Regions from separate parts of the Mus musculus genome. Here region 2 is linked to region 1. Evidence: chromatin contacts called from public promoter capture Hi-C data. All regions are on one chromosome and are shown on one strand. Each heading gives the region's core, a stretch centred on a gene start, on an enhancer-like site or on the middle of the called end of the contact. The rest is flanking DNA. Distances are from core to core; before and after follow the strand shown. Region 1 overlaps Tpra1 (transmembrane protein, adipocyte asscociated 1). Region 2 holds the start of 4933427D06Rik (RIKEN cDNA 4933427D06 gene).

Region 1 (2,984 bases), core at 202-2,701:
GAGGGGCTCCCTGGTGCAGCTGGAAAAGCTTATGCTTAAAGCAGAGATGGGCTTTCTGTCACTGATGGGAGGGAACTCACCAGGATGTAGAAGGTGATAAAAATGGGGCTGGAGGTGACACGGATCTTGGCCCGAGCTAAGGGAAGCTTCCAGAGCAGGAAGATGAAGAAGAGCACATTGGGAATGAGCAGCAGGAGGTCCCAGTACCGGACCCTGCAGGGGGCACAGATGCTGGCTCACTGGGGAGGTAGGGACACATTCCCTGGCCCATAGCACCCTGAGAGCCCACCCACAGCCCTCCCTCAGTGGGGCCAGGAACCCTACCTGGAGGAGCCAATATCCTCATATAGCAGCAGCAGGCACTGGTGGGGCTCACTGATATTGGATGCTGTGGGCGGTGGCCACGCTGTGCTTCCATTGGCCTCCTGCAGGCTGGCCATTCCACCGGCAGTGGCCCTGAAGACAAGCCCATGTGGTTAGGGCACAGGGCCCTGGCCCTCCTCCCTCCGTCTAAGGCTACCAGGGAAGACCAAAATGGCAGCGCAGAGTGCAGGCTGTACTAGGACTCACTGAGCGGGAGGCTGGGAGAAGGGGGTTCTTAGCTCCACACAGGGCCTGCTCTCTCCTCTCAGGCTCTGCCTTAAGCCTTTGCCCCTGACAGATACACAAGCCACCTCCAGTTACTGAGCATCATGTGCCAGAGAGCAATGATAGGCACCATCCAAATTGTTCTTCCAGAGATGAAGGAGTTCAGAGCATGGTCCCCAGCCTGCTTCTGCCACTTGGCCTCCTGGTGCTTCAGTGTCCCCTCTGAAATGGCACTGAGACTAAAAAGTGAGGCCATGGTGATGGAGAATGCCTCAGCAGGACTCTATTGGGAAGGCTAAGTGATATGCTCCCAATTCCACCTTGCAAACCCCACCCACCATCTGATCTGAGGTCACACACCCGCTGAGGTCCTCAAAGGAGCCCAGAACCCTCTCTGCTGCACTGGAAAAGCAGCTGCAGGTGGAGGGGACACCTGAAGCACACAGAGGTCTCTAGGCACAAAGAGGGCCAAAGAGGTCATCTGAGAAGGTCAGGCTCCCCAGAGAAGCTGGAGGCCAGAGTAGCCCAGAGGCCAGTGTCTTTGTGGCAATTTGGGGAGGAAAGTCTGACATTCAGCCTAGAGGATGAGAGAGCTCATGATCTGGGGTCCCAGAAATGTCTTGGAGGGAGAAGACTAATGGTGGCCAGAAAACCCTAGACGAGGAACCTTGGTGAGAGGACTGTGTAGGGATGGTAGTGGGGCCTCCTGCAGGACAAGCTGAGCCTCGGGACTCATAGGTAACTGTATTCTGATCAGTGATCAGAAGGTAATCGCCTCTATCCAAAACAGCCAGCAGCTGGGCAAAGGTAGTGCACGGGTGAAGCAGTGTCAGCCGTTGACCACAAGATGGCAGTAGAAAGAAGGAGCCTGAACTGCGGCAAAATGAATGGGCCTCCCAAATGGGATGTGGGTGGATCCAGACTCAACAGAGCCATACACGTGACCACTACAGAACCAGGCCGGGATTGACTCTGTAGACCCGGTGGCACACTTCGTCCCAGACACTCCTTTCTCCAGACGTGGGTGCACGAGCTTGTATACTGCCAGGAACACTTAAATCTTTTCAGAGGAAAAGGTCGTGGCTTAGGGACCTACCTGTCTGTGGCAGGAGTGGCAAAGAGCTTGGTGCCCCCTGTTCAGTGTCAGCGGTAACTCAAAAGGAGCATTGTGGTCCACTAACTCTAAGCAGTAGCAGGAAAAGGCAGGGCTTGGGGGGCACTCGGGGACATCCTGGATTTGGCAGGGTCATTACACTCTAGTGCTGTCTCTGCTGAAAGGGACAGGAAACCTCTGAGCAGGCAGCCAAGACCCTGTCCTCAGCCTTCTCTGATTTGTTACACCTCCAACTTTCTGATGGGGAGGGGCAAGGAGGGAAGTATGTCCCTGGTTCCTAGTAGGGCATTTCCACTTTTTCCCAGTCCTGACGATCGGCAAAGGTGAAGGGAGCAACCATCCTCCACCCACGCACCCTCTGCTTGCCCAGCGGATCTGACCATGTGGTTGGTATAACCAGCAACTCACTGGGCTGCTCAGGTGTGGGTGGGACAGGGCAAGCAAGGCCTACCCTCTTGCCGGCTCCCTCCCAAGGATGGGGGTGGGAGTGGGGAAACACAAACCTTTGTACTTAAAAAGCAAAGTTCTGCTAGGGATAAGGGCTGAGAAGACAGTGGAGTGGTTCACTATGACGGGAACAGAGCGCAGACAAGTCTCCAGGACCCACACGTCTTACCAGCAGAACCCGGGATTTCAGTCTGCTTTCTCCAGCTTCCCCTGAAGGAGGGACTGGCCACAAGGACACCAACAGAGTGCAACTCGCCAGCTTCAGGTCGTGCCCTTCTTCCTTCCTGTCAGCCGGAATACTGATGTGCCGATAGGAACAAGAGCAGCCATGTTAGACCATGAGATAGAAGTAGGTCTCTCCATGAATGCCCAAGGCTGCTTCCACAGCCAAACGAAACAGTGCAGTCCTCTATCTAGTTACCATGGCCTTGTGTCCCAGTTAAGGCTGAATTCCAGGGAACATAGGAAGGTTGATTTGGGTTGGTGTTCTGTCAAGAGGACGCATGACTGGGGAGTCAGCCTTGGAAAACTCTGGATAAAGAACATTCCTCAGAGAGAATGGCAAATACAAAAGTTCTGAGGTAGAAACAGACTTGGCCAAAGACAAAAAAGACTAGGCCAGGGCGGCTGGAAAGAGAAAACAGTTGGTAAGACTGGGTCAGATGGGGTGGCACACCTATAACATGATTTCATTCTCGGTACTGAAAAGGCTCTTTCCAAAGACCCCAAGCCACTGTGGGTGGGGTCCCTTAGGCCACTGCAGAGAATGGACAGGTCTAGGTGAGACAGGAAGGAGAGACAGCAGCAGGATGGAGAAGGTGGGATAGGGCCAGGC
Region 2 (2,984 bases), core at 346-2,845, 190 kb before region 1:
TCCTGGAATGGAATTTACTTGGGTGTCTCTCATAGACTGGGAGGGGGGCTGTGCTTATGTGAGGACTCTGCCATCACCTTCCCAAGGTCCCACGCTACGCAGGCTGCATACCACCTGACTGAGGCAGAGCTTGCGAAGCCCCTCCCTCACCAAGAAACCCTTCTTTTTCTATTCTGTAACTGGGGAAGTCACTCCTCTCCTGAGAGCAGAGTATTTAAGTTGGAAGACCTGTCTGGAAAATCAGTCTGCTGTCCCCAGGGAGTCATTTAGTTACTTACATTGGCATCGACTTGTGGATATGCATTCTGTACTGTGTTATAATCCAACACCTACCTGAAATACTTTGCTAATTATTATCATTATTAAACTCATTATTAGCAATCAGTAGTTAACTATCTGGCTGTTCCAAGACTCCAGCCCTCACTACTCAAGCTGTCAGTTAGAAGCTGGGTCCTTGTGTGCTCTATGGTGACAGTCAGTTCTCCAACCTCTGGTTCTTGTCCCATTTTCTCTCCAAAAATGGAGTGGGCTGACAGTGGTGGGAAAACAAGGAGAACTTCCAGCTAGAAGTGGATTAAAGACACACACCTCTACTCTGTGGTGGTGGTGATGGGGGCATCCCTTGAGTTCCTGACCAGCTTGATCTATATAGCGAGTTCTAGGCCAGTCAGGGAAACATGGAGATACCCTGTCTCAAAGAAAGGTTTTGTTTGTTTGTTTTGTTTTTGTTTTTCACTTTCCACAAAGGAGTAATGGCTCAAATAGGAAAAAAAAAAAAAAAAAAAAAATTGAACAAGACTACAGAAACTGAAGCTGGGCAATGGTGGCGCATGCCTTTAACCCCAGCACTTGAGAGGCCGAGGCTGAAGGATTTCTGAGTTCGAGGCCAGCCTGGTCTACAGAGTGAGTCCCAGGACAGCCAAGGCTACACAGAGAAACCCTGTCTCGAAAAACCAAAAAAAAAAAAAAAGAAAGAAAGAAAGAAAGAGAAAAAGACGAAAGAAAAAGAAACTAAGAAAGAAAGAGAAAAAGACGAAAGAAAAAGAAACAAAAAAGAAAGAAAGAAAGAGAGAGAGAGAGAAAGAAAAAGACGAAAGAAAAAGAAACTCTGAGCCGCTCGATGAAGGTGGATATCAACCAAGAGATGTGACTCGTGCTAGTCTCTGTACTTTCTTCGGCCATCAGGGAGTTAGTTAAGGGATCAAAGGGTCTCAGGATGCTGACCTAGGGCATTCCCCTCAGAGCAAGTCTACAGAAAGCTCGGAGAGTGGCAGGTTTCCCCTCATTGGCAGATCCCTAAGGCTTGAGTTCCCTTGAGTAAGTTCCCTAGAGTGAGTCCCCTTGGGTTTAAATAAGGAGTGGGTCTCTGACGCTGTGGAGACAAGGAAAAATTAACAATTACGAGAAAAAAAAAACAAACCAAACAAACAAACAAAAAAGCAGCCCTCAAGGCAAGAAGGAATTCCCTACCTGGGAAGAGGAGGAGGAGGAGCAGCGGCAGCTCAGCTAGAGAGAACTTGTGCCTGAGTGAGCTTCCGGTGAGTCTGCCCTAGCGAAAGGGAAGTCCTCCGTGCAAGGAGAGCGGGATTCCAACTGGACTGAGGAGAACGGTGTATGCCTTGTTAAATAGCGCCCATTGACTGTGATTGGCTACGCGTGCGCACATACAAATGAGGCATAAAATGGGACCAATCAGGAATGGGCTGAGAAAGCCCACCGAAACCTGAGACTGTCCTCAATTAGGTCCACCATTTTCTCCCTTTCCCCCACCTCAATGTTGCCGCGGAGTTGGGGAAAGTGGAAGGACAAAGTCCAGGAGTCCTTTCAACGCAGAGGGTCTTCTCATGGGTTCGGGTTCTGATTTGCCAACGGAATTCGAAGCAGCCTGGTGGGCACCTGGAGCCCGACCTTGTTTCTGTCAGAGCCTGCTTTCTAGGCTGACTAGAGCCCTGGAGTCATGGCTGTGGGCTCTCAAGCAGCCTGCTGCCTTCGGGGGTTCTTGGTTGGGTTCCATCAGCCAGCGATTTGTACTTCATACCTCTTGTAGTAGGCAACTGGTTGTCAGAATGGTGGTAGGTCTGCTTGCTGGGGCCGTGAAATCAGAGGGGTATAGTGGGAAGCTAGAGGTTGGTATTCACTATGCAAGAGTCTGACTGCCTTCACACCCGGGGTTCTCAGCCCTGCTGCTCGGATCTCAGATGGCTCCTGGGAGTCCTGCTACTGCTGCTGTCACCTGCTAGGGTTGACATGGAGGCCATTACTACCCCTATCACTACGGCCCACGGGACTTTATATTTTGTTTGGTTCCAGCCCTCCGTTGCCACCCCACCCCCACCCCATCCTCCCTGGGTGTTTGCGTTTTTTTCTAGAATTGGACACACATTCTCCTCGCCCTGCTGAGTTTGACATTTTGACCGTATACCACTGGACCATCATGGAACCGGGAAAGTCCCGCCCTGGTGCCGGTTCACAGTGTGACGTTTGTGGGTTTCAGTGTATTCCATCTAAGAGATTTTTACCCACTCCAAAGCTAAGAAGAGTAACCTAAGGTGCTGGTGTGTGCCCAGAGGCACAGTTCTTGTGAGGCTGAACGGGAAAGAACACAAATTGAAAACTGCACAGCAAGATTCCCGTCTCAAAGTGAACAAGCAAACAAAGGGTTTCTAGAAGTTTTTACCTTTAGTTCAGTGATCAGTTTTTGACATTAAAAAAAAAAAGAAAGAAAACCCAAACAGACTTCTAGTTTATTCTAACATCGTTTGTTGAAATCACTGCTGTTTCTTTTCATGAAATTGTTTTAAATTTTAGATGAAAAATTAAGTTCAGTTTTCAAAATAAATCCATAAATGGCATGCCACTCTACAGTGGTGGGCTGGACCTTGGATTAGTCACTTTGCTGATGCTGTAATAAAACACCCATGACCAAGGCAACTTACAGAAGAAAAAGTGTATTTGGGCTTATGGTTCCCGGGGGATAAAAGTTA

What was found. Promoter capture Hi-C pulls out the DNA fragments that hold promoters and counts their contacts.
Region 2: a promoter capture Hi-C map of stem cell-derived epiblast-like cells shows a contact between it and region 1, with 2.6 times the contacts expected there. The contact joins the promoter of 4933427D06Rik here to the enhancer-like site in region 1. A contact is called at or near these places in 4 of 39 promoter capture datasets (the C10 cell line, cranial neural crest, pre-B cells and 1 more), 1 of 115 datasets of contacts at active chromatin or transcription factors (embryonic stem cells) and 2 of 9 other capture datasets (adipose tissue and liver).

Annotation. Positions count from the first base shown.
Region 1 is chr6:88,905,413-88,908,396 of GRCm38.p6, reverse strand. It overlaps Tpra1 (transmembrane protein, adipocyte asscociated 1), which reads right to left. Exons shown (of 12, transcript NM_011906.2): 2 at 2,319-2,448; 3 at 325-456; 4 at 81-213. The coding sequence starts at 440. Among named protein-coding and RNA genes, the nearest start is that of Tpra1, 4.7 kb to the right of the region's middle. Within about 2 kb of position 1,451, at least 73 of the 459 cell types and tissues checked have an H3K27ac peak or open chromatin away from gene starts, as enhancers often do. A contact at or near this core is called in adipose tissue and stem cell-derived epiblast-like cells, where this site is marked.
Region 2 is chr6:89,094,721-89,097,704 of GRCm38.p6, reverse strand. 4933427D06Rik (RIKEN cDNA 4933427D06 gene) reads right to left here and starts at 1,595. Exons shown (of 4, transcript NR_134978.1): 1 at 1,471-1,595.